2 separate regions of the Cyprinus carpio genome follow, and region 2 is linked to region 1. A link is a contact called in public Hi-C data. All regions are on one chromosome and are shown on one strand. The core of a region is the stretch at or near the end of the contact, and the rest is flanking DNA. Distances in the headings are between cores, read along the strand shown. Region 1 has its middle 45 kb from the start of LOC109098931. Region 2 holds the start of LOC109098931 (SPRY domain-containing SOCS box protein 1).

What was found. Hi-C and Micro-C count contacts between places; a contact is called where the count stands out from the background.
Region 2: a Hi-C map of skeletal muscle shows a contact between it and region 1, with 3 times the contacts expected there. The contact joins the promoter of LOC109098931 here to the enhancer-like site in region 1. A contact is called at or near these places in 3 of 8 Hi-C or Micro-C datasets (liver and skeletal muscle).

Annotation. Positions count from the first base shown.
Region 1 is chrB23:14,142,693-14,150,083 of ASM1834038v1, forward strand. No RefSeq gene overlaps it. Among protein-coding and RNA genes, the nearest start is that of LOC109098931, 45 kb to the right of the region's middle. Within about 2 kb of position 3,114, at least 1 of the 8 cell types and tissues checked has an H3K27ac peak or open chromatin away from gene starts, as enhancers often do. A contact at or near this core is called in skeletal muscle, where this site is marked.
Region 2 is chrB23:14,187,639-14,195,029 of ASM1834038v1, forward strand. LOC109098931 (SPRY domain-containing SOCS box protein 1) reads right to left here and starts at 3,440. Exons shown (of 3, transcript XM_019112466.2): 1 at 3,241-3,440.

The DNA.
Region 1 (7,391 bases), core at 1,864-4,363:
TGCTTGAGGTTTTGGACACAGCCATTGTGAGATGTTGCATTAAAAAAGCCAACTATATATATATATATATAATGCTTTTTTTTTTTTTTTATACCAGAGTACAAGGCTGTACATCATCACAACTAGAGAGAATTACTAACACCATAACTACAACCTCTAGAGGTCCTGGTATCAGTTGTGTACCAATAAAAATGCTCAAATATGTAGGAAATATTATTTTTAGTCTGCTTTTGTTTTGCGCTGCGCAGGGATTTTGTGCCCCCTTGTGGTGAATCATGATTCTAGCACCATTTATTTGCAGTGTCCATGTACATAACTGTAATTGCTGTTCCTGTTTAGAAGTCGAATTTGTCTGGAGAATAAAACATGCAGCGCAAAATCCATGCTGATGACAGGGTATGAATTTTTAGACATTGTTATGCTTTTATTTTAGCTGCTGCTTCTGTGACCTTTTCCTGTGCAATCATCATTGTAAATACTGTTGTTTTGTACATACTGCCCAGAAAATCTGAAGAGAATAAACTTGAGTGTGATGTTTCATTGAACATGTTTGTCTGACTGTCTACTTTTCTATTTAAATTGCTAAATGAGTTGAGATATACATCAATGCCATTGAGCTTTGTGTGGTCAACTGGCTGTATGTGGTTATGACAACCATGGGGAAGTCTAGCCTAATGGTTAGAGAGTTTGACTCCTAACCCTAAGGTTGTGGGTTTGAGTCTTGGGCCGGCAATACCATGACTGAGGTACCATTGAGCAAGGCACCGAACCCCCAACTGCTCCCCGGGTGCCACAGCATAAATGGCTGCCCACTGCTCCAGGTGTGTGTGTGTGTTCACTGCTTTGTGTTTGCACTTTGGATGGGTTAAATGCAGAGCACGAATTCTGAGTATGGGTCACCATACTTGGCTGTATGTCACTTTCACTTTTTTTTTTACAAAGCTTGATGTGTTTCATCAATTAACTTGCAAGTAGATTCTCCACACCACACCAGCAGAGGGCAACATATAGCTTACATAATTCAAAACCTCATTTCAGTAATTAAAGTGCCCCTATTATGGGTTATGAAATGTTCATATTTTGGTTTTGGCAGTACCCAACAACAGATTGACATGCATGCAAGGTCAAAAAACACTTTCATTGTCTTGCATTTATTTTTACCTTATTTGTTCAACGACTCCCAAACGATTCACTTAACGATTCATTTTTCCAAACCCCTCCTTTGCATGATGCTAATCTGCTTTGATTGGTCCGATTGGTCGATTTCATTTTCATTACATCATGCCTGAAAAAGCAGTGTTTGTGAGTGCAGTGCTGCTTTGTGTACAGCGTTACGGGGAAACCTCTATTTTTACCGCTCCAAAAGTGGCACCTAGTGGCAAAGAATGAATTAGCATTTTCATTCAGACCAACGCGAAATTCAAGTTTTCCTGTGCACGCAACAAGTGTGCGAGCAATATGCTATGGTTTCACTTTGACCTCAACATGAAATGGCTTGGGATTTGTTTTAAAAATTACTCGTTTCAATGATTCAGAGTCGACTCTTTCTTTTGAGAGACAATAACTTTATACACGGTGCACTTTCAGATTTAAAAGTTTCCAGGATGTTTTCGTTCACTTAGAGCTGTGTTACACACTGCATGAAAGGTAATTTTCAAAAATCCATAATGGGGTACTTTAAATTCTTTCAGATGCAGCTGCTGAAAACATGAAGTAATTCATAATGGATGTTAAAACCAAATGTTTTACAAATTCTTCAGATGACAGACAAATCACAATAGATGTTCAATTCAATTGTCCAAGTCTAGACATGATACAATAGCAAAAACATATTAAAGACATTTCTCAAAAGTACCCTTTAATCAATTTCAACCACAATATGTGGACAGAGGTTAAAATATGAGAAAAGCGTTCCAGAATCTCTATCTGACAACATTGTATTGAGCATAACTGCTATGCACACTAAAATGTTGTCAGACAGAGATTATGGAACACTTTTCTCATATTTTAACCTCTGCCTGTATTGTTATTGTTAAAACTCAAATGATTAACATTAATTCTTGGTAACTGAAATAAAAGTGAAATAAAATACAGCTACATATTAGATAAAAACATGCTTAAATAAAAATTAGAAATGTGCACAGAAACTAACTGAAACAAGTAGAAATACTAAAATTATATAATAGCTTTATAAAAATATAAATAAATAAATAAAAACTGAAAATATAAAAAGCTGCTCAAAATATTAACAAAGACTCTTTAGTATACCATATATACTAAAATAACAATATTCTACAACATTGCATCACAGGATACTTTTGCTTTGATATACAATATCTACAATGATTGAGTGCTTGTTCCAATAGGTCCAGTATCTGTTTACTGGGTCAGAGGTGGGTTGATGATGTGGACTGATGCCAGACACAGCTGGTAAGGTATGAGGTTGGCCATGAATCAGAGTTTGGAGGAGACCCAGTCCTTCTTCCAGCTCTTGTAAAGCGGTGCTGTTCTCCAAACTCCCCAACTGTGAAAACAGTTCCCAGGGTCAGAACGCAGACTCACGAGCAGCGCCTGTCAACACGGGTCTGATGACTAGAGCTGATGACAGTTTAGAAAGAGAACAGCGGAATAAAAGCAGCAAGATTGTGCACTTATTTACCCTTTTGCACTGGTGGTGCATTATGCTGATTCTTTAAGCTTTGTAAAAGTAGACTTGGTTATCTCTGTTTATAATATGCACACCAGTAAACAGCACAAACTAATGCAAATCACATGATTACATATCACATGATATACTATTTGAGTTTGGTACATTCCTGGATTACATAACAATTCTCATTACCATCGCAGAAAGGCCAGACTGCCCATCTACATTACATTTTCCAAACCTGTTGACCCTGTTATGACGTGATCTCCTGGTACATGTGAAATTAATAACCCCGGCTGTTTTTCTCTCTAGGTTTGACCCTGACTTAAAGGAATATCCTAGGTTCTGTATCCCAAATTGCTGTTATGCTCAGTCAGTAGCTTTTTTGGCATTTGTTTGGAAGATGTAACGTTGGTTACTACAAAAAATAATTATTTTAACTTGTTTTCGAGGTTAAAGGGAGGCACTTAATACAATGGTACAATAGAGTATATTTTGAGCATTTAAAAGCAGAAATGTGAAGCTTATTTGTGTAAAAAAAATTATAAAGTATTATTTTTCTGTAAAAATATGTATTATTTGATTATTAAATTATTTTTACAGTCATTTTAGTTCTCATGGCTACCAGGTATATCATTACAGAAAAGGTTAAACCAATATTTTCACACTAAAATAATGCTAACACATTTTTTGTTTACATATTGTGGCTATGTTTTTCAGAGAATATTTTTATATTTTCAAGGTTACAGTAAGGCCCTTCCCATGGAAGTCTAAATAAATAAATATTAAATACAATAAACATTTAATACATTTTGTGCATTGCAAATCAAATAATATGAAAGTTTTTGACAGAAAAAAATCTGGAAGTGCTTTTTTTCAATTTTTTATTTTAATTTTAACCTTGAAAACAAGAGCAAGTCAAAATAAATCAATATTTTTTCGTTAATCAGCATTATGCTACAAATGCTGTCGATTGAGCTTAACTTGCATTAAAACTGAAATATTCCTTTCTTCCACTTATTTTAGTCTGCCAAAGAAAACAGATTCACAGACAGATTCTTGTAGCTCCTGTTTCATCGAGTTGGATATCACACAGATGCAAATGAGAGAGAACTATTACATAAGTTTATGTTTGCATGTGTTCTGTTTAGTTTAGTCTGAAGTTTGAGCCCATGTGTTTGAAGAGTAGATGTGCAGCGTGAGCAGCTGGCCGTGAGTGTGAAGAGACTGGAGCCAATCATTTCGCACTTTGTCCCATAATATGTTGAATAATTCACACTGCTTTCATCAGTTCTCATTTAGTGGCTCGTTTGTCCCCTTACACCCTCGAAGTCCTTGCTCACACACTCCTCAACGCCTCGCGGAGTCTAGAGGACAGTCAAGGCTAATTAACTGGCTTTTTACATCCTTTGAAATGTTTAGTTTTCATCACAATATCCTTTTGCTTCTCACCTTCCCATTAGAGCATTTAAGCTGACACAGAGGTCCTCTATTTAAGCCAACAACTGTCACAGTTTTACCCAATACCTACAATGGGTACAAAAATGAGATTAGTTAAAATTCTTCTATTTTGCATTTAGGTTACTGTTTGACTGTTTCAGTTTGTATACTTCAAAATATCACAATTAATTTAATTTTGCTTGCAGATTCCCTGTATTTATTTGTTAAATTTACTAGAAATTTCTGAGTGAAAATTGTTTCTACAAATACATTTTTGGTGTTTTATTTAATACATTTTTAAAAAAGTAGAAATTATATTTTTAGCAAATGTGACAATCTAGACAAGAAGTTAAACGGAAATGTGGACCATGACAAAAATTTCTCTTTTTTTCTCTCTCTCTCTTTCTTTTTTTCTTTTGTCCTTAAAGGCTTTCTTTGAAGCCTCAAAGAGGAACTGTCTAGGAACATTTTACAAAGATCAAAAGGAATAAGTGCATTGAATTAGTGCTGATATTAAAACTGCACACTTGAGAAATGTGGAGCCACTTTTATAAAATGTTACATAGAAACTGTCCAACATTTGATCTTACAATCTTTTCTCAAATGTGCATATGTGTGATTCGGAGAACAAAATGTAAAAATTGCATACGCCTCTCTTTCAGATGTGAATGTATAAATTGTAATTTTATCTTGAAATTGTGCGCAGTTGAATGGTTTCAGATCTCCACTTGTAAATGTCACCTAATTAATGTCATTAACATTTAACAGAGTCTACATTTAACAAAACCACTCAACATCCAAATCCTTTATTTAAGAATGACGAGTGGCAAGAATTTCTAAGATTTCCAAATAATCTAAATACCTGCAGTACTCCGACATCAAAAAGTGCTTACTGTACGTCTGCCTAGACCCTGACGTGGCGCTAAATACTTTTCCACATCATAGACCATTTTTATACATTTGAAGCTGACATGGATTTTAGCGAACACACACTCTAAGATCAAATCTGTGCGTAGGCCTACACACGTTTTTTACAAACGAGGCCCCTCATGTCATTCCTGCCATTTTTTAAATTTGTTTAGAAGAATGTTTCCATGTGGTTTGTGCAGTAAAGCTTGAGCTGGACTGAAGTGGACATGTAACTGAGTGAGCAGACATGGAAATACATTCCAGGAACCACATGGACAAAATAGCATGTAACTTTACACAGCTGAGTGCCTCACTGATGGAAGGGTATATTCTAGCAGTCAAAATATACATAAAAATAACTTCTAGGCAACTGTGTGAGAGAGACAGAATCTGATGATGTGGGCAGAGTTTGCAGTTAGAAATAGACCAGTCTGATAAAATGATGTACTTGAAATGCCATGGTCTTTGGACAGACGTTTCCTGAATGTCTAAATACAGTGGGATGGACAGGATGGTCTTAAGAGAATATGACATAAGAGGACAGCATTGGAAGTTCCAAAGACTGTAAGTGCCTGGCGGTCAAGGCTTCGCTGGTTAGCATGGACCTGTAAAGTTTTTGAAAGTCTCTAATGATCATTTAAAGTTTGCATTTAAAAAAGAAAAACAGTAATACTGTGAATATAATAATTTAAGATTACTTTTTTATGTAATTTTACAGGTAATTTATTTTTGTAATGGCAAAGCTGAATTTTCAGCAGCCGTTACTCCAGTTTTCAGTGTCACATGAGCCTTCAGAAATTATTGTTATCAATGCTGAAAACAATTGTGCTGCTTAAACTTTTTTGGAAACCATTATTATATTTTTTTCTGATACATTTTTCAGGGTTCTATGATAAATAGAAAGTTTAAAGAACATTATTCATGTCTTTAAAGGGTTAGTTCACCCAAAAATGAAAATTAGCCCATGTTTTACTCACCCTCAAAGCTTCCTAGGTGTATATGACTTTCTTCTTTCTTAAAAATAATCCTTGCACTTCCAAGCGTTAGAATGGGAGCAGGCGGGAGCAACGCTTGCAAGAGCAAGGATCATTTTTAATATAACTCTAAAAGGATTCGTCTGAAAGAAGAAAGTCATATACACCTAGGATGCTTTAAGGGTGAGTAAAATATGGGCTATTTTTCATTTTCGGGGGAACTAACCCTTTAATGGCTTTGCAGTCTAAATGCATCATTGCTGAATAAAAGTATTATTGTCTTTAAAAAAAACTTTTGAATGGTATAGTTTACAATTATTTACTAAATGTATTGTGTTTTTGTAATTATTATTTAGTTATTATGCATAATTATTTATATATTAACTAAATAAAAAATTATAATTATTTTATTACTTTTTAAATTCATTTATATATATTTTTGGCAATTATGCAAAAAAGTTTCACTTTTGATGGCTATTTAAAAGTAAATGCATATCAATCAATCAATCAATCAATCAATCAGTCAGTCAGTCATTCAATAACAAAAATTGCAAGCAATGCACAAATTGCAAATATTTTATTATAGGTGATTATGCCCAGAAATTAGCACCATTTGCCTGTCATTGCTATTGCTCTCTCCAGGTATTATAGACCTCCTCAAGTTTGAATTATGATAATGTTCTTAACATCAAACAGCTTTGAATAAGTCATGAAGAGCCCACCCACACTGTCTCATCACAGTTTACAGATTACACAGCCTCCACTGACTTTGACTTCAAACCGGTGTGTTGTTAGCCTTCATATTCACATCTCTCACAAAGCACTTTTCATAACATCTGGCTGAGAGTTTCTCCTTTTTCTTCCATTTGAGCAGAATTCAGTAATGTCCTCCTCATTTTAGCTCAGGCGTAGGCTTCCTTATTTGACACATGCCCTAACTAGAGAACGTCTAGACTGCATCCATACTGTTTGCATGACAGGCAGGAAAAGCTTGCCATTTAAGGGAGGGAGAGCGGATGATGCCGTCAGGGAGAGCTGTTGTGGTTTGTGTGCCACTGATGGCACAGGGAGTGTCTGGAGGTTTAGACAAGACTGTCCACACTCAACCCCCCACAAAGGCATAGACTTCCTCTGTCCCAGAATCTTCACCCATCGTGTATTTGTCTCTGTGCATGAATATCAGTTTGGCTGCTGTGAAATTTAAAAACCGTTCTCTTGAACAGTACAGACTAAACTCAGTGCCAAAGTCTCAACCTCTGACAGGAAAATACATCATATTTTTACAGCGGCTGAGGTCACTTTGAAGTAAATGAACCCTCCATTACAGAGGAAGGGGAGAGAGGTTAAACGCACATCTTGTTAAACCTCCACACAGTATGTGTTATAAAACCTCACACAAAGATGTGATACTGTCGATTTCG
Region 2 (7,391 bases), core at 2,190-4,689, 45 kb after region 1:
GGCATTAATTTTTAATTATTAGGCAGAATATTAGCGAAAGTATTTTTTTCCGTTATCTCATACATGACGTAAGTGTGCTCCGCCTCCGGCCCTGAATGTTTAGTCCAAGTGTGAGTGCAGGGACAGGACAGGAAAAAATGTCAGCGGGAGTGGGCGGGACCAGGAATCGTAATAACACTATGATACCCAACTTTATACACAAATATACCTTTTATATAAATAAACTATAAACTGTATATTTTAGTTTTTGCCCTGTCTCTTTATGCTCTCCTCCTGTTTGCTTTGGTGTGGCTGATGACAGACAAATCATTAATGGCTGGTCTATGTGGTAATACAGTACATCAGGCAGGACATCCATAAGCCCACCTATCATTCACCGACCTCAAATATAGCTTTTAATCTTAAAGATGTATGTAGTAACAACTTTACATGGCCGCTCAATCTAATGTTAACCTACAGAAATGTGCGCTATTGAAGTGTGTGTGGAAGATGAACAGCAGTGCGCTCACAGCAGGACAGATATGGTGCTTTTCCACCGCATGGTACGGCACAGTACAGTTCACTTTATTTGTTCTTTTCCACCGCATGGTACGTAAAATTTGATTTTAATTTATTGGTGTTTTAGATACATCACTAGATAAACACAACAGAACTGCTAAATTTAAATCAGCATAGCCAGCGAAGGATCGAACGCATCTGTTTTGAATGAGCACACCTTTTTTAACAACCAAAAAGTGTCTGTTTCATTGTCTGTTTCGTTCCTCTCATTGATAGCAGAGGAGCGGATCCAGCGAGAGCTTGATGGGGCAACACAGAATTAAAAAGTTTCTCAGGAGTTGCAGCAGTAGAGGTGGCACAACTATAACGACATGTGAATAATCCCGCCCACTCTAAAGCGGTGGAAACAAACAGAGCAGAGCTGAACCGTACTGTACTGAGCCAAACCACACAGTGGAAGAGCTCCAAGATGCGCCATTGCGTTCACTTGCTCTTAAAATACTCCATAATTTTTGGTCATACAGATAAAAGTAATACATCTTTTAAATCTGTAAAGACTCTACGTTTATTTGTGTGCAATCAGAACAACGACAAAATGTTGCGCTTCTGGAAAATAAAGCAAACAGAATGCACTTTCTGCTCTCTCGGTCATGTGAACGAGCGAGAAACTTTGAAACTCTGTGTATGAAAAATATATCTATAGAGAGTGAAATGCCTACACAAGACTTCTGTATCTTTAAATATACAATGTGAAATATTTTGTTAAACTATTACATTTTTTTTTTTAAAAAGCTGTTATTAAAACGTTAGTTGAGTCAATTAGAATTAGACAAAAAAAAATATAAAAAATACCAGTTAGTTATTTTTCTTCTCTGCCAATGAATATTTCAGAAGAAGCCAAAGCATTAAAGGGTTACTCCACCCCAAAATGAAAATTGTCATTAATCACTTACCCCCATGTCGTTACAAACCCCTAAAAGCTTTGTTCGTCTTCGGAACACAATTTAAGATTTTTTGGATAAAAACGGGAGGCTTGAGACTGTACCATATACTGCCAAGTTAGTAACACTGTCAAGGTCCAGGAAACTATGAAAAGCATCGTCAGAATAGTCCATCTGCCATCAGTGATTCAACCGTAATGTTACGAAGCGACGAGAATACTTTTTGTACATGAAGAAAACAAAAATAACGACTTTATTCAACAATTCCTATGTTCTGTGTCTCTCCAAATCAGTGTAGCACCATTTTGGCAAATCTGAGCAATATGTAGGCGGTGTACTCTCTTCTGTATCAGCCACGCCAAAAGGATACAGTTTTTATGTGTATTTACGCTTTGGTTTGAAAGAAAACAGCGCATCAGCGCAGCTCGCCTGACACAGAAGAGCATACGCCGCCTGCGTACTGCTCAGATTCACCAAAATGGCGCTACGCTGATTTGGAGAATCACAGAGCAGAGGAATTGTTGAATATTATTTTTGTTTTCTTCGTGTACAAAAAGTATTCTTGTCGCTTCATAACATTACGGTTGAATCAATGATGGCAGATGGACTATTCTGACGATGCTTTTCATAGTTTCCTGGATCTTGACAGTGTTACTTACTTGGCAGTATATGGGACAGTCTCAAGCCTCCCGTTTTCATCCAAAATATCTTAAATTGTGTTCCGAAGACGAACAAAGTTTTTTAGGGTTACATGGGGGTAAGTGGTTAATGACAAAATTTTCATTTTGGGGTGGAGTAACCCTTTAAGCATTGCTTATTACAAAGCAACACAGATCAAAATCCGGTCTGGAACATCATTTGACTGGAGCAGGAACAGAGATTTCCCCTTTCCACTCAAAGAGCTCGCTAGTCACTCCGCTCCAACTCCACTCCGTGTTTTTAAGTTTCCAGCCCCCTCCAGTGATTGAAACCTGCTAGGAGAGATCTGGCGCGAGTGAAAACAGCAATGCAGATTTTCAAAGGCCCACTCCCTGCCGCAGGTAAATACACATGATTCTGCTTGATTTACAAAAGAAAACTTAAACCTAAAAAAAGCAATAAAATAAATAAGATCCCCCTCTTCTCTCCAGGTAGATTACACAAACTCCAGTGCTACTACACTAATTATTAGCGCTCTTAGAACACCAAACAAGTACAGATAGCTTAACACAGATGCCTCCAGACCAAATGCTCCAAGTCTTTAAAACCTTAAACCGAAAGTAAAGCCTTTCCAGCGCTGTCTGGACCAAACACCTTTACTGATGAGGAGTACAACTAGAAACGGCTACAAGCACAATTCTCATGTAAATACACCAAACTGATTAACTTAGTTCACTGAGCTTCGCTAGTCACTATAATGCGACTACCTGGCCTTTAAATGTAACCAACAAACAACATAATCAGAAACACAAATCTCCTGATGCTGCCAAACTTAACTAGGGTTGGAAACTATTAAACGTAGGTCCACGAGACACATTTTACTGGTTTAAAAATCCATTTTAGACTCATTACAAACGCAAGAAGTAGTTGTTGTTTAATCTATTATTTACACAGACGCAATAGGAAACGTGCCACAATCTAGCGCATTTGTATCGCATTTCCCGTTTAACTTCGGCTTGTTGAATGAGCACATCGACTGGATGTTTGCATTCGAAAAGCTTGGGAAAACGCGAGTGTGTGCATGTGAACACAGCAAAGACAAAAGACAGGCAAATGTGTTTAACCGTAATTATTTCAGCCCGAAGCTCCAAATGATACTTACCGGAAAATAAACCATAGGCGAAGGAGTGGCTCGAGTAGGTTCCTTTCAGTCTGTATTCCCGTGCAAATTCATGACTATATCTCCTCTCTGTCTTTTTAGCACAGGCTTGTATTGGGTGAAATGATGGCTGCTTACAGCGACAGAAACATCTCTCCAGTCACGTGGTCAAATAGCTCCCAGCTGCTGCTGAGCGTCCCTCCCAATTGAGCAGAGTTGTTGTTTAGCTCATTTCCCCGATAAACCCTGCTGATTGTGGACTACATAATGATAGTATAATCACTGTGTATGTGCATGTCAGATATACATTTAGGTGCTGGAACTTTCTTTCATTTTTATTTTCATTTTATTTCATTCAGCGAGTGGGCCTACCTCTGTTTATTATTTAACTCAAATTTTATATATTTCATAATTTATAAGTATTTTTTTTTCTTAATTTAAGTAATATCTTGTGCTTTAACAGTTTTTAAATAGTAGTTTGATTATTTAGATATACAACAGTATACAAGTTGACAATTTATTTAAATGAATTCAGTCATTTGACAAATGGATGCTACACTGGTTGCTTTATGTAGTTAAAGGAAATAGTCTTTCTTTTATTTACTGATCATCTCAAATTTGATGCGTTTCATAATATTCTATTTAAGGAAATTATATTCAATTGTTTTCTTAGTAGACCTATAAGTAAAATAAAGTAATTATATTAACATAAATCTTGTGCATAAATATAGATATTTTAAGTTTCATGTTGATTCGATTTTTTAGGTAGCAGTGTGATTATTTTAATTATACAATTATGCTTTTAAAATAATTACTTGAATCATTTTAAATTAATTGATTTATTGATTCCTTGAACCTTTTTGGATGATTGGTTTTTGTTTGTTTGTTTTGTGGAGTTATGTAAAAAAGTGTTTTGTTTTCCCCAGAGGTTAATATTGCCTTTTAATAAATAGTTATTTTCTGACAGAATATGTAGTTAATTTCTGTTCATATTTCTGATTTTGTTGTTAGAGGTGTTTTGCCTTAGTCTGTCTCTCACTTAAAGGGGGGACGCTGCATGCATCCTCCAATATTCAGAGTAGTGATGGTAGATATTGCTTTTCAATGACCCCCAGTCTTGAATACTTGGTCACAGCCTCGTCTTCAATCACAGTATTGTTTGCGCTTTCATATTCACTTTCAACCTGACTGCACTCCGACCTAGATGCTGTTACTGCATGATGACTGCATTTCCATGCTTGAAGACTCTGATTCATGTGGCTCCTCTCTATATGACTCAACGGACAATGAGGCATCCTGGCAACCCAAACTGTCTGGAGACACAGTAATAACTCCTCCATAGACCTTATACAATGTATCATTCTCCTGAGCCTGCTAGTGTCTCTCAAACCATTCTGTTGTAGGGTGGAGTAGATATTTTCCCTCTGATGTAGACTTCTGTGACAGCGAAGAGGTGAGTGAACAGTGATGGTAGGAACAAACCTCAAGTTACATTAAACTATCTGAGAATCATACTCTTGCTTTAACTATAGTATTACCACTGAGGGACATGTGAAGTATTTTACTGTCCCCTTGTGTTCAGTCTGATTACTCACAAATCCAAAGCTTCTTTACATGCCTAGAACAATCACACAACAGAAAGGCATATTATTTACCAACAAAATCCCAGATCTTACAAATCCTTTTGTTTCCTAATAGTTTTATTGGCCTTTCTGGCACTGGTTTACATTGGTTTTGCTTTTCAATAGTTTAATGAAAGGTTTTCAACCTTCTCAGTACAAGGGTCTCATGGACCCTCAGTATAACAAGGCTAGATTTCCTCAGAAACACTTTAAAATGTAAAATTTTAATCAAAAACATTAAAGGAACATTTAACTTAAAATTGAACATTTTCTCATCCTCCGGCTGGAATATAGTTCACTCAAAGATGAAAATTTACTTAATGTTTACTCACCCCTCAGTCCATCAAAGATGTAGATGAGTTTATTTTTTGATGTGAATGTTTGGAATCAGAATGAGAGTTCAACATCTGTTAAAAAAAAATTACAATAATCCACACAACTACAGTTCATCAATTAGCATCTAGTGAAGTTAAAATCTGTGTATTTGTAAACATATCCATCATTAAGCCATTTTTTAAACTTTAAACCTGGCTAAACTATGGCATTTACTGCCTTCTCCAGTAAAAGAAAAAAAGCCATCACATCTGAATCAGGAAAGAAATATGCAAATTTTACAAATGATGTAAGACTTTAAAATGTTTGATTCGGTGATATTTAGGTGTTTATTTGTGTATTGATGTGAGATGACACAAGGGGCTGGATTTTTTTGTTAACTGAAGAAGCTATAATGGATTATGGACTAATGTTTTACTATTAAAATGCCCTAATGATGGACTGTGCATTACAAACATGCAGCTTTTTGCTTCACATAATGTTAATTGATGGACTGGAGTTGTGTGGATTACTTGTGGATTATCGTAATGTTTTTATCATCTGTTTGAGCCCTCATCTGTCGGCACCCATTCACTGCAGAGGATCCATTGGTGAGCAAGTGATGTGATGCTGAATTTCTCTAAATCTGTTCGGATGAAGACACAAACTCATCTACTTCAAGGGGTGGCCTGAGGGTGAGGAAATTTTCAGGAAATATTTAATTTGGGGTAAACTGTTCCTTTAACCAAACTTTAGGGATTTCGGGGATCTCTGGTTAACAACTCTGAGTTTAGTTGCTTTAGATTTAGATGATTAGCCTCAGTTCTTTATGCCAAACCAAGTGTGTTTCAATAAGTCTGAATAATGGCAAGCATACCGAAGTTGCACAATACCACAGACTGTTTTTGTTGAGCCAGACAATCACTGCTACCTTTCACTTGAGAAAAAGCAAACACATTCATCTTAGCTCTTTCTCTCCTGCTCAGAAAGCCACACTGTCCATACTGAACTATATAAATGTCACAAACAGTCAGACTCGGATTCTAGTGGAAAAAGTTACTGTGTACTTTCTAAGAATTATGCTGTCAGCTGTGGAAAGGGATTACACAGTTACAGTTAAAATATTTAGGAGTTTATTACTTTTGCAGGAGCCAAAGAAGAGTTAAAATGGTTACACATGATATACTGAATCCTTCCTAAAACTATTGTTACATAACAGTTTCTCTCATGTCCAGAAAAGCACATCTTTTAACACCAGCTCTATTGTATTTATACCACTGCAGTCTGGTTCCCTTTTCCACCCGCAGCAATAAACAAGTGCTTGATTCTGAGTGACTCACCTGCAATGTTTCCTCACCAGAGCTCCAAACATCTCTGCACAAGCACCTCATTCTTTTCAGGAACTGTAATTGAGTTCCAGGAATGTGAGCATGGGTAGCGTGTCATAAGGAAAAGGAAATTTACTATGAGCTAATCCCACCGTCACACAACACTCTGACACATTCGCTCTCTCTGTGCACTGAGTCATTCTTACAGAAGGCTGGGTAAACTTTCTCCAGCACAGATGCTGTTTATTTCATATGGAAGCCATAAGTGAGGCTGTGCTTTGAAATGAAGGACTGGCATACTGGTGGACGGATATTTCACTTTGTTGGCACAGCAGAAGTATACTGTAAAACAGCCTGATAGTTTCTTTTCAGATTTAGTTTGTATTGAAGCATTTGCTGGTTATATTGAATTTTGTTTTTGTTGATGCATATGGTGTATATTGAAAATTTTTTCAATTTAATGTATTTTCTTATTATTTTTTTTGTGTAAGAGCTCAGTTTAAACTGTGCTCATTTTTCCAGGCTGATTATTTGCTTAATGTTACTACTAGAGTCTTTGACATTTGGGAAGGTGAATGGAGGTGATGTGGAAAAAAGGAAAAGTTGTTATATTTCAATTTTGTTAGGATTAGTCGGAAATCATTGCTTTTATTATTGCATATGTTAGCAATTTATTGTCTTTACAAAAGAATGTTCTTATGTAAGAGCTCAGTTTAAACTGTGAAATGTCCTTTCCTGCCACCTTGTGTTTAGAATGGCATGGCACAACTGCAGGAAACCTTCAAATGTATTCTAAAAAATGTCCTGGCTGAGAATATATGAAGGTCAAATCTAAAGTGCAGAGAATAAATAGGTTTTTATGCAACAGATTTGTAATGCTAAACTTCATATA